Regions from separate parts of the Pan troglodytes genome. Here region 1 is linked to region 2. The links are chromatin contacts, called in public HiChIP or PLAC-seq maps. All regions are on one chromosome and are shown on one strand. The core of a region is the stretch at or near the end of the contact, and the rest is flanking DNA. Distances in the headings are between cores, read along the strand shown. Region 1 holds the start of EXOC3L1 (exocyst complex component 3 like 1). Region 2 holds the start of CES3 (carboxylesterase 3).

Region 1 (4,798 bases), core at 1,082-3,581, 240 kb after region 2:
TCTGTGTGTGGGACACTGCAGCCGGCACTAATGAGAGTGAAAAGGAGACGGCCCTGGGTCTCAGCCTTCCCACCGCCTCAATGTGTACAGCAGGGGATACTGAGGCCCAGGGCGGGGGTGATGCATAAAATATTTAACAACCAGTAGAGTAAGCTGGGCACAGTGGCTCATGCCTGTAATCCCAGCACTTCGGGAGGCCAACGTGGGTGAATCACTTGAGGTCAGGAGTTTGAGACCAGCCCGGCCAACATGGTGAAATCCCATCTCTACTAAAAATACAAAAATTAGCCAGGCATGGTGGCACATGCCTGTAATCGCAGCTACTGGGGAGGCTGAGGCAGGAGGATTGCTTGAACCTGGGATATGGAGGTTGCAGTGAGCCGAGATCACACCACTGCACTCCAGCCTGGGTGACAGAGTGAGACTCTGTCTCAAAAACAAAACAAAACAAAAAATGAACAAAAAACCATAAATAAATAAATAAATAAATAACCAGTAGAGTACTGGCCAATCTAAGAGGATCTTGGCAATGTCCTAAAGACCTGGTGGGCCAGAGGTCAACCCATGAACTCATGGAATATGAGGAAGCTGAGGATCCTGGAGGGAAGGCAGGGGAAATCGGGGGGTCCTGCCAGTACTCGCTTAGCCACTCTGTTAGGGAAGAGTTTGAATATACTGATAACCAGGTGGCCAGAGTCACATGACTGGGTGTCTGTCCTGACTCAAGCATCCCACGCGTGGGAATCCCAGGATGAGCTGATTTGCACCCTGCCTCATAGGCCATGGGAAGCCCGGGCTACTGTCTGGGAGGTCCCTGGTGTGCTGCTCTATGCAGTTCCCCATCTAGTGGGCTGGCGCCCCTTGATTAGGGATGGGTGTTTGTGGACTGACTATTGGAGGCTGAGGCCCAGGGTCCCTGCATGCTCACCTGCCCGCAGCCGAGGCAGCAAGTGAGACAGGGCCTGCAGTTGCTTGTGCTGGGCAACCCGCTCCCGTAGGGGCTCTAGAGTCTGTAAGGCCTGGGACATGCCCTGGAGCAACCCACGGGCCTGGCTCAGGGCCTCCCGGGTTCCCTGCACCACCTCAATGGCCCGGGCCAGCTGCCACACACCAGTCTGCACGCCTTCCAGGTATGACTGCACCACTGACTGTGGAAAGATGGAGCCAGTGAGGCTGGGCCAGCCCTGCAGCACAGTCCCAGCACCCGCACCCCCTGCCCCATGCCCACCTTGAGGCGCGATTCCAGGGAGCAGGTACGCTGCACCTCGCGGCTGCGGTACTGGCCTAGCCTGGCCAGCTGCTCCGGCCGGTAGAAGATGCCTGAGGCCCACTTGAGCGCTGCACCCCGGGCCAGCTGCTCTGCCCGCTCCTGCTCTGGCCACTCAGGTCCTGGGAAGGAAGAGCCTGGGCAGCCGTGTAGTCAGGGAGGGAGGGCCCAACGACCCCAGTCCCAGCTTTCTTATTTATTTATTTGTTTGTTTATTTGTTTATTGAGATGGAGTCTCGCTCTGTTGCCCAGGCTGGAGTGCAGTGGTGCAATCTCGGGTCCCTGTAACCTCCGCCTCCCGGGTTCAAGCGATTCTCCTGCCTCAGCCTCCCGAGGAGCTGGGATTACAGGCGCGTGCCATCACGCCCAGCTAGTTTTTTTATTTTTAGTAGAGACAGGGTTTCACTATGTTGGCCAGGTTGGTTTGGAGCTCCTGACCTCAGGTCATCTGCCCATCTCGACCTCCCAAAGTGTTGGGATTACAGGCGTGAGCCACTGCGCCCAGCCAGTCCCATCTTTGTTGCCGTCATTCCTCCCCTAGTCCACCCAAAAGGTTCATACCAGGGGACAACGCCGGCTGCATCTCATCCTTGGCTGCTGAGTCCATTGTGGGCCTGGAGGAGCCAGAGCTGAGGTGGGCCCGGGGCAAGCAGGCAGAGTAGATGCCCCTGTGAGCTGCTGCCTCTGTCTAAGCCCTTCTGAGAGGAGGAAGGAGGTTCTTCCCGGCCCCCTCGGGAAGTGAGAGGGAGCGGGTGTGATGTGGAGGGCACCTGGGAGGCTTTGCCTGCTAGGTTTCCCAGTCGTGCCCCTGCAGATGTCAAGCGAGACAGGGTGGGCACAGGCCTCCACTGGACCCTGGTCCTGCTCTGAGCTGCACAGGACAGTTTGCTACAGAACTTACCAGATTTGATCAGGTGTCCAGTTCTCCCTCCACAAATGACCTTGGCCTTGAGAACAGCCCTCTCCCCAATGCAGCTGGGCACGCCCGCCACTTGCTCAGAGGGCCTGGGCAACTCCAGCTGACTCCAGCGTGCAGCTGAATTCCTCTCCCCAAGGAAGTCTCTCTCCCACTCCCCACCCAGAAGCCCCTTCTTCCCACCAAGGCTCCTCCCTCCCCAAGGCCATCAACAGAAAGGAAGGAAGCTGAGTCTCTGGCATTTTATTCCCAACAGGAAAGAGTGTCTGCACGGAGGGTGGGGACAGCTGGGCGACACTTCCCTGAGGGGCGGGGGGGTGGGGTGTACTTGTACTCAACCAGTCTTGACCAGCCTACCCAGAACCTCTTAGTGCTCAGGAGAGGAGATAGGGATTTGCTAGACTTGGCCTCAACCTGGGGTGGTGGGCAGAGTGTGCAGATATGGATGCAGACGACATCAACAGCACAGGATGAAAACTGTGTTGGCCAGCCTCTGAGGAGGATGTGTACCTCTGCGGAGGATTGAGAGGTGGCAAGCTCTTGTGAAGAGGGGTGTGTTGGGGGGTGGCAGGAGAGGGTCATGAAAGCTGTGTTTATCTTTGTTTTAGACAGGGTCTTGATCTGTCACCAAGGCTGGAGTACAGTGGCACCACCATAGCTCGCTGCAGCCTTCTGGGCTCAAGCGATCTGCCTGCCTCAGCCTCCCAAAGTGTTGGGAGATTACAGGCGTGAGTCACCGCAACTGGGCAGCTGTGTTTATCTTGAGAGTTATAGGGAGCCAGGGAAGGGACTATAAGGTTTATTATTATTTAGTGGATGTTCAGTCCACCACCCAAATCCACCCTTCAGGACAGAAGTGCTCATTCTCCAGCTGCCAGGAGTGTAGGCTACTGAGATCACACCACTGAGTCTCTCAGTCAATATTGGGGTGCAAAAGCATGGTACCATCGTGTGAACATGAACCCTTCAGAAGTGCTACCCCAATTTCAGAGATCCTAGTGGGATAGGCTGAGGCCTATAATATAATTGCATCTGCTCAATTCTGCTTGTCTTAATCCCTTAAAGGTGTGGATCCTGACCAGGTATGGTGGCTCACACCTGTCATCCCAGCATTGTGGGAGGCTGAGGTGGGAGGATCGCTTGAGCCCACGAGTTCAAGACTAGCCTGGGCAATATAGTGAGACCCACATCTCTAAAAAACTAAAAATAAATGAGGCGGGCATGGTGGTGCATGCCTGTGGTCCCAGCTACTTGGGAGGCTGAGGTGGGAGAATCGCTTGGGCCCAGGAAGCTGAGACGGCATTGATCTTGCCACTGCACTCTGGCCTGGGCAACAGAGTGAGACCCTGTCTCAAAAAAAAAAAGTGTGGATCCCCAACAAACTTGCTGCAAAACCCTGTCTCGAGTCCCATTTCCCAGAGAACCTGATCTAAAAGAAACAATAATAAATAGTAACAATGTTAAAAGTTACAAAATGACCCTATCACACATTCCTGCATGCCAGGAATGACTGAGTGCTTTACTGATATTTACACATAGGTAAACACGTTTGCATTGGCTGAAGTGTTCATAACCCCATAGTCTCTGAGCACTGTACTGTGAGGACAAGATGAGCGAAAGATGAGGCTAGGACCATGGGTGGAACAAGGTGGACAAGGTAGATATAGTTAGTGCTTGCTGTTTGGCAGGAAGTGAGGGATAGGAATAGATGGGGTGACCCCAAGACAGTAGGGCAGCCTTTAGGAACAGGTTTGATGTGGCAGTAAAATGAGTTTGAAATATATAAAAGAATAAATAAAGAGAAAAAAACGGAAAAGGAACAGGTTTGAGGGAGCAGATTGGATTAGTCAGGTAGTGTGGTCTCCTCTCCCAAGATGGGGACTAGGCAGAGTTAGTGATGTTGGGGCAGATTGGCAAGGAAAGTTCCGATGGCGTCCCCTTCTCTACTGCCAGGGCGGCCCACTGACGCCCTTCTCATTCCTCCCCAACTTCATCCCAACTCCCCGGTCTACCCACGTAGTTTTCGTCTTATTCGGAGGCTGGACATTTGCTACTGGTCCCTGAAGTTTTGCGGCTGCACCCACAGACAGCAATAGCGCCACGTTCCCTGGAAGGCGCACGGGACGGAAGCGGAAGCAGTAACGCTGGCTCCGGCTGCCGGGCGGCCAGGAACGGAAGCGGAAGTGGCGGCGGCGCCGGCCTGGCCTGGCCTGGCTGAGGGGAGGCGGCGGGCGGGCGCGATGGCGGAGGCCGGGCCACAGGCGCCGCCGCCCCCGGGCACTCCAAGCCGGCACGAAAAGAGCCTGGGACTGCTCACCACCAAGTTCGTGTCCCTTCTGCAGGAGGCCAAGGACGGCGTGCTTGACCTCAAGCTGGTGCGGCCTGGGCTAAGGGGAGACAAGGGAGGCTGGTGGACCAGGCCTGGGCCGGTAGCGGGAACCCCGGGGGCGGCCCAGCTGGGTCCTCCGAGAGCCGGCCGCCATCGTGTGCTTTCTCACAGGAGAGAAGCCGGGGGATGTTTCATTCATTCGGCCGAGGCCATCGAGCTACAGCTATGGGCCAGGCTCGGGGCTGCAGGTGTTCGTCCTCGTGGCCCTTCCTGGCTGGCGAGGAGA
Region 2 (4,810 bases), core at 156-2,655:
CGTTTATTGTGCACCAGCTGCATGCATGCCTCTGTATGTTTTTCAGTTCTGCAGATGTACAATATACCTTCCCAAAGTCAGTTCCCAGGATTACTGTTTAGACTTAGTAGTTCTTTTTTTTAAACAGCTTTATGGTGAAATAACTTACAGTTAAATTTACCCCCTGCTCCCCCCTTTTTTTTTGAGATGAGGTCTAGTCCTGTCACCCAGGCTAGAATGCAGTAGCAGAATCACAGATCACTGCAGCCTCCACCTCCGGGCTTCAGACACTGTAAGGCCCATAATTACAGGACCATAGTACACTCCCGTTCCCAGACCAGTTGGTCGCCTCTGGCCTGGCAGGGCTCCCAGTGTCTCGGGACCTCCAGGTGACGCGCCTGCCTCCCCTGCTGCAACAGAGGCCTGGAAGTGCCGGGTCCCCATCGCTCAGAGCGGCAGGCGCTCGGGAAATGTTCGTCAAGTGGATAAATGACCATGGCCGTGGTCTCCACGCGAGGTGAGGAAACTGAAAGCCACCGAGGAAAAGGGGGGCGCTCCTTAGAAAGTGCCGCGGTCACGTGTACGTTTCAAAAGAAGGGCGTGACTGAGTAGGGAGGGGACCGCGGAGACCCTCAGACCCTGGACTGTAAGGGGATGAGGGGCCGTGAAGGGGGACCCAGGAAACTGAGTCCTGAAAGCAAGGAGGAACTTCCAGAATGAAGGGCGCCGTCACGCCTCCCTGCCTTTGCTCAAGCGGTTCCTTCACCCCGATCAAGTTCCTTCCCATTTCTCCAACTGTGGGGATCCTGAATGTGCACCTCCTCAGAGAAGCCCTCCTGAGTTCTCCAATTCTAGTTTATTGCCCCCTCCTATCGATCCCCCAGCGCGCTCATCCGGCCTGTGGACAACGACAGGTTTGAGGAGAGGATTCTCTGGATCGCGGAGGACTACAGAAGCCGCGCAGCCCCTTCTGAGGATGCCAAAGGGGCCCCGGCCGAAGGGAAGTGGCTGTGCCCGGGCCTGCCTGCCACTAGATCCCCACCCACCTATGACTGTTCAGTCCCGCTCTCCTACCAGACCCACCTTTCTCCGGCCCAAGCAAGCGCACCCCACCGACTCCCTGCCCTGTCCAAACTCCGAGGCTGGGCAAGGCACTGGATCCACGGCTGGACCGACCAGGGGCAGCCTCTGGGTGAACAGCAGCGTGTCCACCGGCAGAGAACAGAGACCAGCGAGCCGACCCTGCGGCTGCACCGACTTCACGCGCGGCCGAGCGCGGTGGCCTGTGAGCTCCTGCTGCTTCTCCTCCAGGGCCACAATGAGGCTCCCGCGGAGGGGTGACAGGGACCGGGCTCAGATCTGCCAAATGCTGCGGAGGCAGAACCTGACAGTGCGGGAGGGCAGGTGCCTGGGAGGTAGCAGCTGGTGGAAATGACAGCGTGGAACTCCTGAGCCCCACGTGACGCCTCCCCGCCGCCCAGGGTGGGCTCCTAGAAGCACAGAAATGGTCGGGCTGCGGGACACCACAGCGAGGAACCAGCGGAGTACACGGGCCCCAGGAGCGCCAGGACATGCCCGGCCGGGTAGGCAGCCTCGGGTCGGAGTGGGTGAGGGATTGGGGTGTGGGGATTCAGTCCATTTCCCTCTTATGATTGTGGCTGTAGCCGGTGCTGCCGGCGGGTAATAACAGTAAGAGCTTCTGGCAGCAGCTGGCTCTCAGTGTGTGGCGTCCTTGGCCAGGGGGGCGCGCTGAGCCCTCCAAAGGGGACTCAGACAAGGTTAGTGGTCCTTGGGGAGCAGAAGCCCCCAGGCTCCAAATCCTAAAGCAGATCTAAGAGGCCGCAGTGGCTGGGTGCGATTGGCTCACTCCTTTAATCCCAGCATTTTGAAAGGCCAAGGGGGAGAATCGCTTGAGCCCAGGAGTCGGAGGCCAGCCTGGACAACATAGTGAGACTCAGAGTGTACAAAAAAATTAAAGGAAATTAGTGGGCTGTGGTGGCCTGTGACCTGTAGTCCCAGCTACTTGGGAGGCTGAGGTGGGAGATCACTTTAGCAGGGGACGTTGAGGCTGCAGTGAGCCTTCATCACACTATTGCACTCCAGCCTGGGTGAAAAAGCAAAAATCTGTCTCCAGAAAAAAGATCCAAAGAGCTCGTGGTGTCCCTCATGCCATTTACCTCATCCTGGGCAAGGGCACAACTTGGATTCCAGGGTAAAGGTGAAGGCTCTGTGTGCCTGCCAGGCTTCTCCAGGCCCTTATCAGAAGCTGGGGGAGTGTTTCGGCCTTTGGTCCTCTCACCTGAAACTCTCCTAAGTGTATGATCTGACTGCCTCTCCCGACTCTTTCCCAATTTAATCTGCCCAGGTGGAGTCCATATTCCCCGCCGCGCCCCCCCCCCCCCCCCCCCCCCGCCCCATGGTGCACTCCTGCAGGGCTTCCTCCCATGCCTGCCCTTGGTCACATTCTAGAATTCACCAGGAGCCCAGCAGGAAGATCTACCTGGCCTCACGGATGGCTACCTTTTGAAATATTTTGGGCCAGCCACAGTGGCTCACACCTGTTATCCCAGCACTGTGTGAGGCAGAGATAGGAGGATCACATGAGGCTAGGAGTTAGAGACCAGCTTGGGCAACAACACTTGTCTCTACCAAAAAAAAAGGGACTCAGGCATGGTGGCACACACCTGTATTCCCAACTACTTGGGAGGCTGAGGTGGGGGGATCTCACGCCCAGGAAGTGGAGGCTGCAGTGAGCTGTAATCACACCACTGCACTCCAGCCTGGGCAACAGACGGAGTCCCATATTTTACACGTATATTATATTATATTATATTATATTATATTATAAATATATGTGTATCTGACAAATATATATTTTGGTAGAGGCAGGCTTTCACCATGTTGGCCAGGCTGGTCTCGAACTCCTAACCTCAAGTGATCCACCCACCTCGGCCTCCCAAAGTGCTGGGATTACCAAAGTCACCCACTGTGCCTGACCTGTTTTCTGACTTTTTATTATGAAACTGGGCTCAGATTTCCCAAATCCTACAGAAGCAGAACCTGAGATCCAAAAGGGAAAGTGCCAGGCAGGTGGGAGCTGGTGGGAATAAGAACAGCATGTGAACCTCCCTGAGGCACAGAGAGAGTCAAGGCTGCTCAAGGGCTGCACAGCACCAAGGGATGAGCCAAGTCTGAGGTAGAAACAGTAGTATAACAAATCCAACATACCCATTGTCCGCCTTCAGCAATGACGAAGATCTTGTGTTTATTTCTGTTTAAATCAGCTTTCTCAGGTTGAATATAACCTGGTGTTTTCTGGATGGCCACCTCTCTCTTGCATCATTATTTGAAACAAATCCCAGGCATCATATCATCTGTAAATTTTTCATCATGTCCTACTAAAAGAAAAGGAACATATGTATGTATGTGTGTATTTCCACAACATAATATGTTCTCAATTTAATCAAATATATGGTCGTGTTCTTCAGTATTTATAAATGATACTTGTATTAATACAAGTTTTTTTTTAAGTCAGGATTTAAATAAGGTTCATACTCTGCAAATAAGTAGACGTTTCTTTTTTCTTTTCTTTTTTTTTTTTTTTTTTGAGATGGAGTCTCACTCTGTTGCCCAGGCTCACTGCAACCTCTGCCTCTTCGGTTCAAGGGATCCTCATGCCTCAGCTCCCAAGTAGCTAGAATTACAGGCACACGCCACCACATCTGGCTAAGTTTTGTATTTTTAGTAGAGATAGGGTTTCACCATGTCGGCCAGGCTGGTTTCGAACTCCTGACCTCAGTTGATCCACCCACCTTGACCTCTTAAAGTGCTTGGATTACAGGCGTGAGCCTCCATGCCCCGCCAGTTGTCTTGGCTTTATAGTTAGGAGTGGAATTGCTGAGTCATATGGCAACTCCATGTTTAATCCCCTGAAAAACTGCCAGACTGTTTTCCAAAGCAGCTGCACCATTTTACCTTTCCCCTGGCAATGTATGAAATTTCCAAGTTTTCCACATCCTTACCAGCACTTATTATTATCTGCCATTTTTATGTGTTTCTTGAATCTCTTTCAGTCTTCAGATTTACCATCTGCCTCTCTTTAATTTTCTTTCTAAATTTTGTTGCATGTGGAAGAAACCAGTTTATTTGTTCTGGAGAGGATCCCACCATTTAGGTTTTGCTGATTGCATCTGGGTGGTGTCTTTTAACAGTTCTTCTATCCCCTGTCTACCATGTAAACTTGTATTTATATTCTAGAGGCATAATCAGATTTGGGTTTTAGGTTTTATTTTGTTTTGTTTTTTGGAGGACTACTTCACATGTGGTGCTGCATACTTCTGATAGAAAATATGTAACGTCTGATTATCTTGCTTGTTGGGATACCACAAAATGAGTGGTTGACATCACAGTGAGAATTCAATGTGCATTTCTCTTACTATGAATGACTTAAAAATCTCTTTGTTTATTTGAGAGACACTGATTTGTATTGCTTATTCTGAACATATTCTTATGCTACTTTTTCTGTTGTATAGGTGACATATTCTTTGTTTGTAGAAATTCTTTATCGATTAAGAGGACTGACTTTCTCTGTTAGGCGATTTTCTATCACTTCCTCCCTCCCTGATCCCCACAGCAGTCACACTGTGTTTTTTCTGGAGACTGGATCTTGCTTTGTTGCCTAGACTAGAGTGCAAAGGCGGGATCATAGCTCATGCAGCGTCGAATTCCTTCTGCCTTAGCCTCCTGAGTAGCTGAGTAGCTGGCCCAGAGTTTGAGACCAGCCTAGCCAACATGGTGAACCCCTGTCTCTACTAAAAACACAAAAATTAGC

Evidence for each region. HiChIP or PLAC-seq counts read pairs in DNA pulled down with a chosen protein or histone mark.
Region 1: a contact with region 2 is called in an H3K4me3 HiChIP or PLAC-seq map of stem cell-derived excitatory neurons, with 10 times the contacts expected there. The contact joins the promoter of EXOC3L1 here to the promoter of CES3 in region 2. A contact is called at or near these places in 1 of 7 Hi-C or Micro-C datasets (stem cell-derived neural progenitor cells) and 1 of 1 datasets of contacts at active chromatin or transcription factors (stem cell-derived excitatory neurons).

What each region holds. Positions count from the first base shown.
Region 1 is chr18:65,234,064-65,238,861 of NHGRI_mPanTro3-v2.0_pri, forward strand. It overlaps EXOC3L1 (exocyst complex component 3 like 1), which reads right to left and starts at 2,332. Exons shown (of 11, transcript XM_063797240.1): 1 at 2,169-2,332; 2 at 1,829-1,881; 3 at 1,229-1,389; 4 at 929-1,148; 5 at 1-27. The coding sequence starts at 1,874. E2F4 (E2F transcription factor 4) reads left to right here and starts at 4,326. Exons shown (of 10, transcript XM_016930023.4): 1 at 4,326-4,558. The coding sequence starts at 4,424.
Region 2 is chr18:64,993,239-64,998,048 of NHGRI_mPanTro3-v2.0_pri, forward strand. It overlaps CES3 (carboxylesterase 3), which reads left to right and starts at 1,406. Exons shown (of 13, transcript XM_016929993.4): 1 at 1,406-1,562. The coding sequence starts at 1,484.